2 separate regions of the Macaca mulatta genome follow, and region 2 is linked to region 1. Evidence: chromatin contacts called from public Hi-C data. All regions are on one chromosome and are shown on one strand. The core of a region is the stretch at or near the end of the contact, and the rest is flanking DNA. Distances in the headings are between cores, read along the strand shown. Region 1 overlaps COA1 (cytochrome c oxidase assembly factor 1). Region 2 holds the start of STK17A (serine/threonine kinase 17a).

The links. Hi-C and Micro-C count contacts between places; a contact is called where the count stands out from the background.
Region 2: a contact with region 1 is called in a Hi-C map of fetal cortex germinal zone, with 2.2 times the contacts expected there. The contact joins the promoter of STK17A here to the enhancer-like site in region 1. A contact is called at or near these places in 5 of 14 Hi-C or Micro-C datasets (CD4 T cells, blood, cortical neurons and 2 more).

The regions. Positions count from the first base shown.
Region 1 is chr3:84,714,984-84,718,938 of T2T-MMU8v2.0, reverse strand. COA1 (cytochrome c oxidase assembly factor 1) reads right to left here. Exons shown (of 6, transcript NM_001265636.2): 5 at 2,530-2,606; 6 at 1,244-1,641. The coding sequence ends at 1,542. Among named protein-coding and RNA genes, the nearest start is that of STK17A, 60 kb to the left of the region's middle. Within about 2 kb of position 2,033, at least 7 of the 40 cell types and tissues checked have an H3K27ac peak or open chromatin away from gene starts, as enhancers often do. A contact at or near this core is called in fetal cortex germinal zone, where this site is marked.
Region 2 is chr3:84,775,313-84,779,277 of T2T-MMU8v2.0, reverse strand. It overlaps STK17A (serine/threonine kinase 17a), which reads left to right and starts at 2,559. Exons shown (of 7, transcript XM_001095883.5): 1 at 2,559-2,898. The coding sequence starts at 2,693.

The DNA of each region.
Region 1 (3,955 bases), core at 784-3,283:
CAGTGCTCTGCCATTTATTTTAAAAGACTGTAGAGATTGGAATATTTATCTAAACACACTGACAAAAGCACTCTCAGGGGGAGACTTTTCACTGTATGATCTACTCAAAGAACACACAAACATGTTTTTAAAGAAACAACTCCAGAATAGAGATAACTTGTAACAACTGAAGACCTCATATTCTACCAGCATGTTTAAGCTCATTTTTTTCTTTTTTTCTGAGAGGCTTCTCTTCACTGAATATTAAGAATGTAGGAAGAGAGCTCATGGCTGTCCTTCATTGCGGACAACACTACAATGGCATTAAGCCTGCTAATGCTAAGAGGGTTAAACTGACCTTTTCAAAGCACAGATACCAGATTTCTGTTTTTGTAGGCTCTGGTGCCCAGAAGGAAGTTCTTTTGCTTTATGTTTCCTTATAAGACTAATAAAACCTAAGGATACGATTATCTAACAAGCAGTTAAGTTGTTTGGAAAGCAGATAGGTAAGAACCTGTTAGCTTTTTCCTTTCCTTCCCTTTTCCTTCTTTTTCTTTCCTTTTTTTTTTTTTTTTTTCCTCTCTCCTGAGACGGAGTTTTGCTCTTGTTGCCCAGGCTGGAGTGCAATGGTGAAATCTTGGCTCACTGCAGCCTCTGCCTCCTGGATTCAAGCAATTCTCCTGCCTCAGCCTCCCAAGTAGCTGGGATTACAGGCACCTGCCACCACACTCAGCTAATTTTTTTGTATTTTCAGTAGAGACGAGATTTCACCATGTTGGCCAGGCCTCCTGACCTCAGGTGATCCGCCTGCCTCGGCCTCCCAAAGTGCTGGGATTATAGGCATGAGCCACCACGCCCAGCCAGATGCTGTTACCTTCAAACTAACTTTCCTAAGTTAACTTTATGTGTATATGTACACACACAAATTTTCTAAGCTTTCAAAATGTTTGGAATAAAAATTATTTTGCAAATCTTCAACTGGGCAGATGGCTGGTATCTGAAATAGAAATAAATGCAAACAAAATATTCCAAAGTGATGGAGAATGTCCACAAGCTACTTAACAACATGAATTCAAGGTACAGTGAAAAACCAAACTGGTCTTCCTCATCATTCTCATGTCAATAATTTAGAAAAAAATCCCTTCAGTACTACTGAGCTTCAGGCTTTGTAATGAAGACTGAAAATTCCAGGGGAAAGGAAGAGGAAGAGAAAGGAAAGAAATGAGAACCAGCAAAGATCAACAAACATTTCATTAATTCTGATTCCTTTTATCATTTGCTTTTTTATACAAAGCACTTTCAAATCAATTATCTTAAATTTGTAATAGGGGTTTCTTTCGGATTCAGTTTAAAAATGACAAATAGCATTCGTTGTGCCCAAGTTGGAATTATACCAAAATTACCATGTGCTGGCACATACAATCATCCCGCTGGTGGCTGGAAAACTGGGTTGCAGGAGTGTCTGCCACTCAGATGGGCCACCACCCCAGTGGGCATATGGTAGAGATGAGGGAAGGAGGGACTAGAAGCACGCTGGGTCTGCTGGGTCTTCTGGGTCGTCTCTACTCCTTTTTCACTTCGTCACCGTTTTCCCCACTGAGCTTGAACACAGGAATCTGCTGACCATCCTTGAGCTCTAAAAAGACCTCGTCAAGGTGCCACCTGAGAGAAACCAGAAGTACAGTATCTCTAATCTATGAACACTGAGGCAACGGCCATAGTCAAAAAAAGGGGTGCAGAAAGCAGTTGTTTTGAATAATGCCTTAAATTTTTGTAAACATTTTGTGTGAGTGCTGTGTCAACACAATTCGTAACATTCTACCATGGGCTCTCATTATTTAACCAGCTTCGACTTCGAGGCAGGCTTAACAATGACAGGCGAATGGAAGGGACACCAGGAAGGAGAAGGAGCAGTTTATTTCTCATTTCCTAATTCACACTGACCTTCAGTTCCTGACATGGAATCCAGTCAGCTCGTGCACTAATCCCAGGCTCAGAGGTCAGTGAGCCCAGGGTGAGCTAGGTGGGCCCGCCTGCTCCTTTTGTCCTTGGGAATTAAAACACAGCCTGGCTAAACAGCAAGCATCTATGAGAGAGGCTTCCCGTGGGGGAAGTGAGTGGATGTAGCTACTGGCAACCAGACAAGCAAAGCCAATTAAGGGGTGGAGAGCTTATGCAAAGAATGTGATGAATAAATTCTGGAACAAGAATCCATGCCCTTTATTCATTTGTAACAATCGAGGCAGTGAAGTGAGAAGCTGTAACATAGCATCAAATTATGACAGACCTAGATCACTATAACTGGAAAGTTTTATGAATTCAACGGCATAAGGAGAGGGCAATTCAGTAGACTGTATGGATAAACTGGACTCAGCTAAGAGCCACAGTACTGGCTTGCTGCCCAGGCCACGAAGCTTTCAGCTTCAAGCTTGAAAAACAGTTCTTCCTATGCCCACAGCAATTTACCAACAAATGAAAACAGAGTCGGGGTTGCTTCCATCAGGAAGTCCTCCTCCCACCCCCCGGACTGCCGTCACCTTCCCAGGATACCTCTGAAAGGGGCCACCTCTGGAGGAGTGGACGTAGAGAAGGCCCTCTGACTTGGATCCAGAGACAGGAATCTTCAACTGTGGTGTAAAATGACAGAAAGGAGAGATGTAATTGGATACATTATTGTCATTTCAGAAGATGATGACAAAATGATGCTTTCTAGAGCTAAGCCTATAAAATCCAGTGATTCTCCACAGAAGTGAGTTGTTTTCTAACAGCCCAGCTGGAGAATCCACTTGATTTTCCAAATGTCCTGCCCCTCTTTGGTTGGCTGGTAAGGTCAATGGCAGTCTTTGCATTTGGCAAGGAGGCCTCCTATGATCCTACTTCCAATGATCGCTCAAAAGTCCACTGTTAAAAAGGAGCAAACTCCTGACACACGCAGCAACATGGATGAGTATCAAAAACACGCCAAGTCAAAGGGCTTTACACAGGAGGAGTATATAACTATTTATTTTAATTTTACAACAGGCTAAACTATGCTGGAAACCTGTTATTTTGATGGATTACAAAGTAATTTTCAAACATCAAAAAAAAAAAAAAAGAAAAGTGACTGCCTCTGGTAGAGCTGGAAGATGTGAGAAGGAACCCACTGGGTAGGAAACGAGGGAATTCAGGTGCTGGGAGCAATCTACATCTAGATAACGGCTTGAGTGACACGACTGGGTGTATTTGTTAAAACTCATCAGAGATAGGACACTTGGATTTGTGCCTTTCACAGACTGTAAATTTTACCTCAAAAAAAAAAAAACCAAAAAACTAGGCACCATAACAAATATTAAACTCCACTTAATGATGTACATGCTTACATGTATAATGTTTGAAAATTACTTTGTAATCCATCAAAATAACACTATAGACTCATGGAAACAGAGCAAAATGCTAACTGTAGAATCCAGGTACCAGCTATAGGTGCTCACAGTATAAATTATTTTATCTTTTTGTACATTTGAAATTTTTCATAATAAAATACCAAAAGAAAATTCACTGTTTTAAAGAGGAACCTATTGCCAGCAAATTGGTACATATTTTGACCTGGACCCTAAAGAACAGGCTTTAAGGAAAATATAATACATGAAGGCTTGTCTGGGAAAGACGACACGGAGTCCTGGGTTTCTCCTTCATCCCCAGCACCACAGGCTGGGTTCGCACCACAGGGTGCTGCCAGGTGCTGCCATGCCCGTGCCCAGGCAGTCGGCCTGACAGCCCCTAAGCACTTGTTTGATTACACTCCAATTTAGAAAAAAAAAAAATAGTGAATGCGATGTTTCTGGTTTCTCACGAAAACCAAAGAAGCTATGAGCCTCGCGAAAGAGACACGCACAGTAATAAGGAAGCCCGTCATGAGACAGGCACCTCCCAGAGTGCCTTCCCGTGTCCTCGGTAATGGCCAAAGATACCTCCCGGAGCGAGGGCGGGGTGGGGG
Region 2 (3,965 bases), core at 1,310-3,809, 60 kb before region 1:
TTAATTTTATTGTTGCTCATTTACAGATTATATCTCTGTTTTCTCTGCTGATTTTAAACCTTTTCTTTTTGACTTTGTTTCTCAGTAGTTTACAATGTGCCTAGATATGGTTTCCTTTGCTTGAAATCCTGCTCTATATTCATAATGTTTCTTGACTCTGATAATTGTAGTTCATTCATTTTTAAAAATTTCCAGCCATTATCTTTTCAAATATTACTTCTTTTCCTTTTTTCTCTCACCTCTCTTCCTGATATTCCAATTACATGTGTGTTAGAATGTTTTACCACATGTGTTATAGTTTCCTTTCTGAAACCTTGTCTTTTATATAAAGTTTTTATATCTCTTGTATTTAATTTTGCATATTTTGTTTTGCTTATTAGCTTCACTAATTCCTGCTTAAGTTGTATCTAATCTGTTATTAAACCCATAATTCTGTAGTAGTTTTAGTTAGTGTGGTTTTTTCTCCAATTCCAAAATTCCATTGTATTCTTCTTTGGAGTTTCCAGTTCTCTGCTGAAAACTCTTAATCTTGTCATTTAATTTCTTGAAGATATTAAACAGAATTATTTTAAAATCTGTCTTTAAACTTTAATATCTGGATCTGGTTTTTATTTCTGTTTTTTTCCCTTAGTTTTTAAGACAATTCTGTGTCCTTTGTTTAAATTAAGTTTCAGACATGGTGTATAAAATATTATATGGATAATGTGTGGCTCTGGATGATGCTCTTTTTCACCAGAGAGAATATTTACTATTGCCTTTGAAGCTGGTCTTCCGCCCCTTGGGTCTACTTCCCTTTCATCCAGGCCCCTAGGGTATAGCCCTTCGGAGTCCCAGCTGAAAGCCTAGTTGCTTACCAGCCCCTCATCCTAAATAGGCCCTAAACTCCATTTTTTTTTCTCCCCAACCCCATGAGATGGCTGAAAGCTCTGCTTACTTTCTCACTCTTCCAGCCATTGCTTTAAAATCATCGAATACCTCATGGGAAAAGTGGCAGCTTTCTGAGCTGCCTATCTTTCCAGGATTTCAGTCATCCAAGTCTTTGCTGGGAGAGGAATTTTTTAACTTTTGCCAACTTTTCTGTTTTTTCTTAGTGAGAATGTTGATCACAAATAAACTAATATTATCAGTGCCAGAAGCAAAACTCCGAGACAGTTTGAGCAGAGCAGTGGCACGATTTGGTTTCGATTTTTTTTTTTTTTTTTTTTTTTTGAGACGGAGTCTCGCTCTGTTGCCCAGGCTGGAGTGCAGTGGCGCCATCTCGGCTCACTGCAAGCTCCGCTTCCCGGGTTCACGCCATTCTCCCGCCTCAGCCTCCCGAGTAGCTGGGACTACAGGCGCCCGCCATCACGCCCGGCTAATTTTTTGTATTTTTAGTAGAGACGGGGTTTCACCGTGTTAACCAGGGTGGTCTCGATCTCCTGACCTCATGATCCGCCTGCCTTGGCCTCCCTAAGTGGTGGGATTACAGGCGTGAGCCACCGCGCCCGGCCTGGTTTCGATTTTTAAAAGATCACTCTCATTGCCTTGAAAATGAACTATGCGGCATTAGGGAGGAAGAAGGATGGAAGCAGGTGGTCCAGTTAGTAAACTATCACAGTAATCCAGATAAGAGATAACGGTGGCTCAGGCCATGGTGGTAAGGTGGAAATAGAGAGAAATGATCAAATGCCGCATTGACAAACTGCAGATGGGCATGAGAGAGGAGTCAATGCTCATCCCAAGATTTTTGGCCTGAAGAGTTAGAAGGAAGGAGATGAAGAAAACTGAGACGGGGAAAGCTGGGTAGGAGTGCATTCATGAAGACCAATCAGGAACTCACTTTTGTGTATGTTAAGCCTGAGATGCTAATTTGACATCTAAGTGGAGATGCCAAATGCATAGTTGAATACACCATTCTGAAGTTCAGGAAATATTTGAAAGCTAGAGATACAAATTCTGTAGTCATGAGCATATAGATGGTAATTAAAGTCGTAAGACTGGATGAGAAGACCTCTAAAGTAAATATAGGGACGACTACAGACGATATAATAGTGTCTATTTCAAAGGGCTGGCGTGCAGGGTTAATAATATTTATACAACTCCTGCCTCCAGACCCCTCCCCCAGTGTACGGAGATCAGGGTCTCATCACCCCTTCCCACCACGTGAAGTCCCGCTTACAGCTCAAATGCCTTTTATTAACCGAAGGTCAGCTTTTGTGACTCAGATGCTCAACAGGTGCACAACTCTGCTAACGCAGTAGGCAGTCCTGGCCAAAGGGTGGTGCTGTGAGTCGCCTCCAGCCTCCGGGCCGTCCTGAAAGCTGCACCTTCTCCCCCCGAGCTGCAGAGGGCGCGCGTGAGGCATCGGGCGCTCAGGACCCCGCAGGAGCTCAGCGAGGGGGCGGGGCAGCCACGGAGTGAGGCTTGGACGGGGAGGGGCGGGGTTAGGTGCGGGGCGGACGTGGGGTGGGGTTGGCCGGGGCCAAAAGCAGGGCGCAGGGCAGGCGCGGGATGGTCACGGGGCGGGGCCAGGCGCGGGGCCATGGGCGGGGCCGAGCTGCCGGTAGCCTGCCTGCCGCAGTCCGAGCGCCGCGCTGGGGAGAGCGGGTGTTTGAAGGCTCCGCGGACCGGCACTAGGAGCCGGGGGCGGGTCCGTGACCCTCCGGCTTCTCAGAGCGAACAGGCGGCCAGGAAAGAAGCGGGCCTGAACACCATGATCCCTCTGGAGAAGCCGGGCAGCGGCAGCTCCTCCCCAGCCGCCACCTCAGGCTCGGGCCGGGCCGGCCGGGGTCTGAGCGTGCCGTGCCGGCCGCCGCCGCCGCCACAGGCCCGCGGGCTGCTGACAGAGATCCGCGCCGCGGTGCGCACCGAGCCCTTCCAGGACAGCTACAGCCTGTGCCCGGGCCGGGAGCTGGGCAGGTGAGGACGGGCGGGGCCCGGCGCGGAACCTTTCCGGACGCGCGGGGCGGGACGCTGGCGCCGATAAGCGCCGGGGCCCCGGCGGCGAGCCTGAGGTGGCGTTGCTGCTGCCGATAACGCGCTTTGTGACTTGGCACGAACTTGGGTGCTGACGGCGAGTAGGGCAGCCGAGTCGCACCAGCGCCTCCCCACCCCCACCACGCGCCGCGCCCAGCGAGCGAGTGATGGTAACTCGATGGCGGTCCCGGAGGCGCGGACACTTTCCTCTCCTCAGCCCTTTGGTTCTCTGTGGCGTTTCGAATGGCGATTTAACGAGAGAAGGTGCGGACCGCGCTCTGCTTTTCACCCCGAGCAGCGGGTCTGAAAACCAGAGGTCTGTGGAGCCGGCTTTGCTTTTTTCCTTCAACTCTTGCGACTTTCTTGGTCTCTCTGTGTGGTTTTAATAAAATACAGCATCCGTTGTGACAGCTTCCTTTGCACCGGTGCTCTGTTACCTTGTGTCGGTCTTCTGCTGAATTCATTTTCGTTTTCTTGGTTGGTTTTGTGCCTTTTTAGTTCTAAAATATTTAGGTCCCTTTGCCTCGAGTTAGATTGGTTTCTTTCGTAGGCGCTTGGCCCTTTTCTCGCTCTTTTTACTTTGCTGGGAACCGATTCTTCCCTTCTCCCCTCACCCTACCCTAGCCCACCGTTTTTTTTTGTGGGAATAGGGAGAGCTTGTCTCCGAAGTTGCAAGTGCAGGCTATTCGGATGCTTTACATTTTGCATGCTGAAGAGGGGTGATCGAGTGATTTTTGTGGGATTTGGGGACTCTTCCTTGAGAACAGCTTGGGGAAGTTGTTAAATTCTCTGGCTTTGGGGGCAGACTTGAGTTCATATTCGTGCCCTGGTTGCTGTGTTTTCCTCTGGAGGGGTTAGACTCCCCAGCCTCACTTTCCTCATCCGTAAAATCAGTATAATGATGACACTACCTACCTCAGAGGTGTCCTGAAGATGCCATGCCTGTCAAGCGCATACCACTGGGCTTGCCACATGGCGTTCAGTAAATGTTCTCATTATTGCCAGCATTT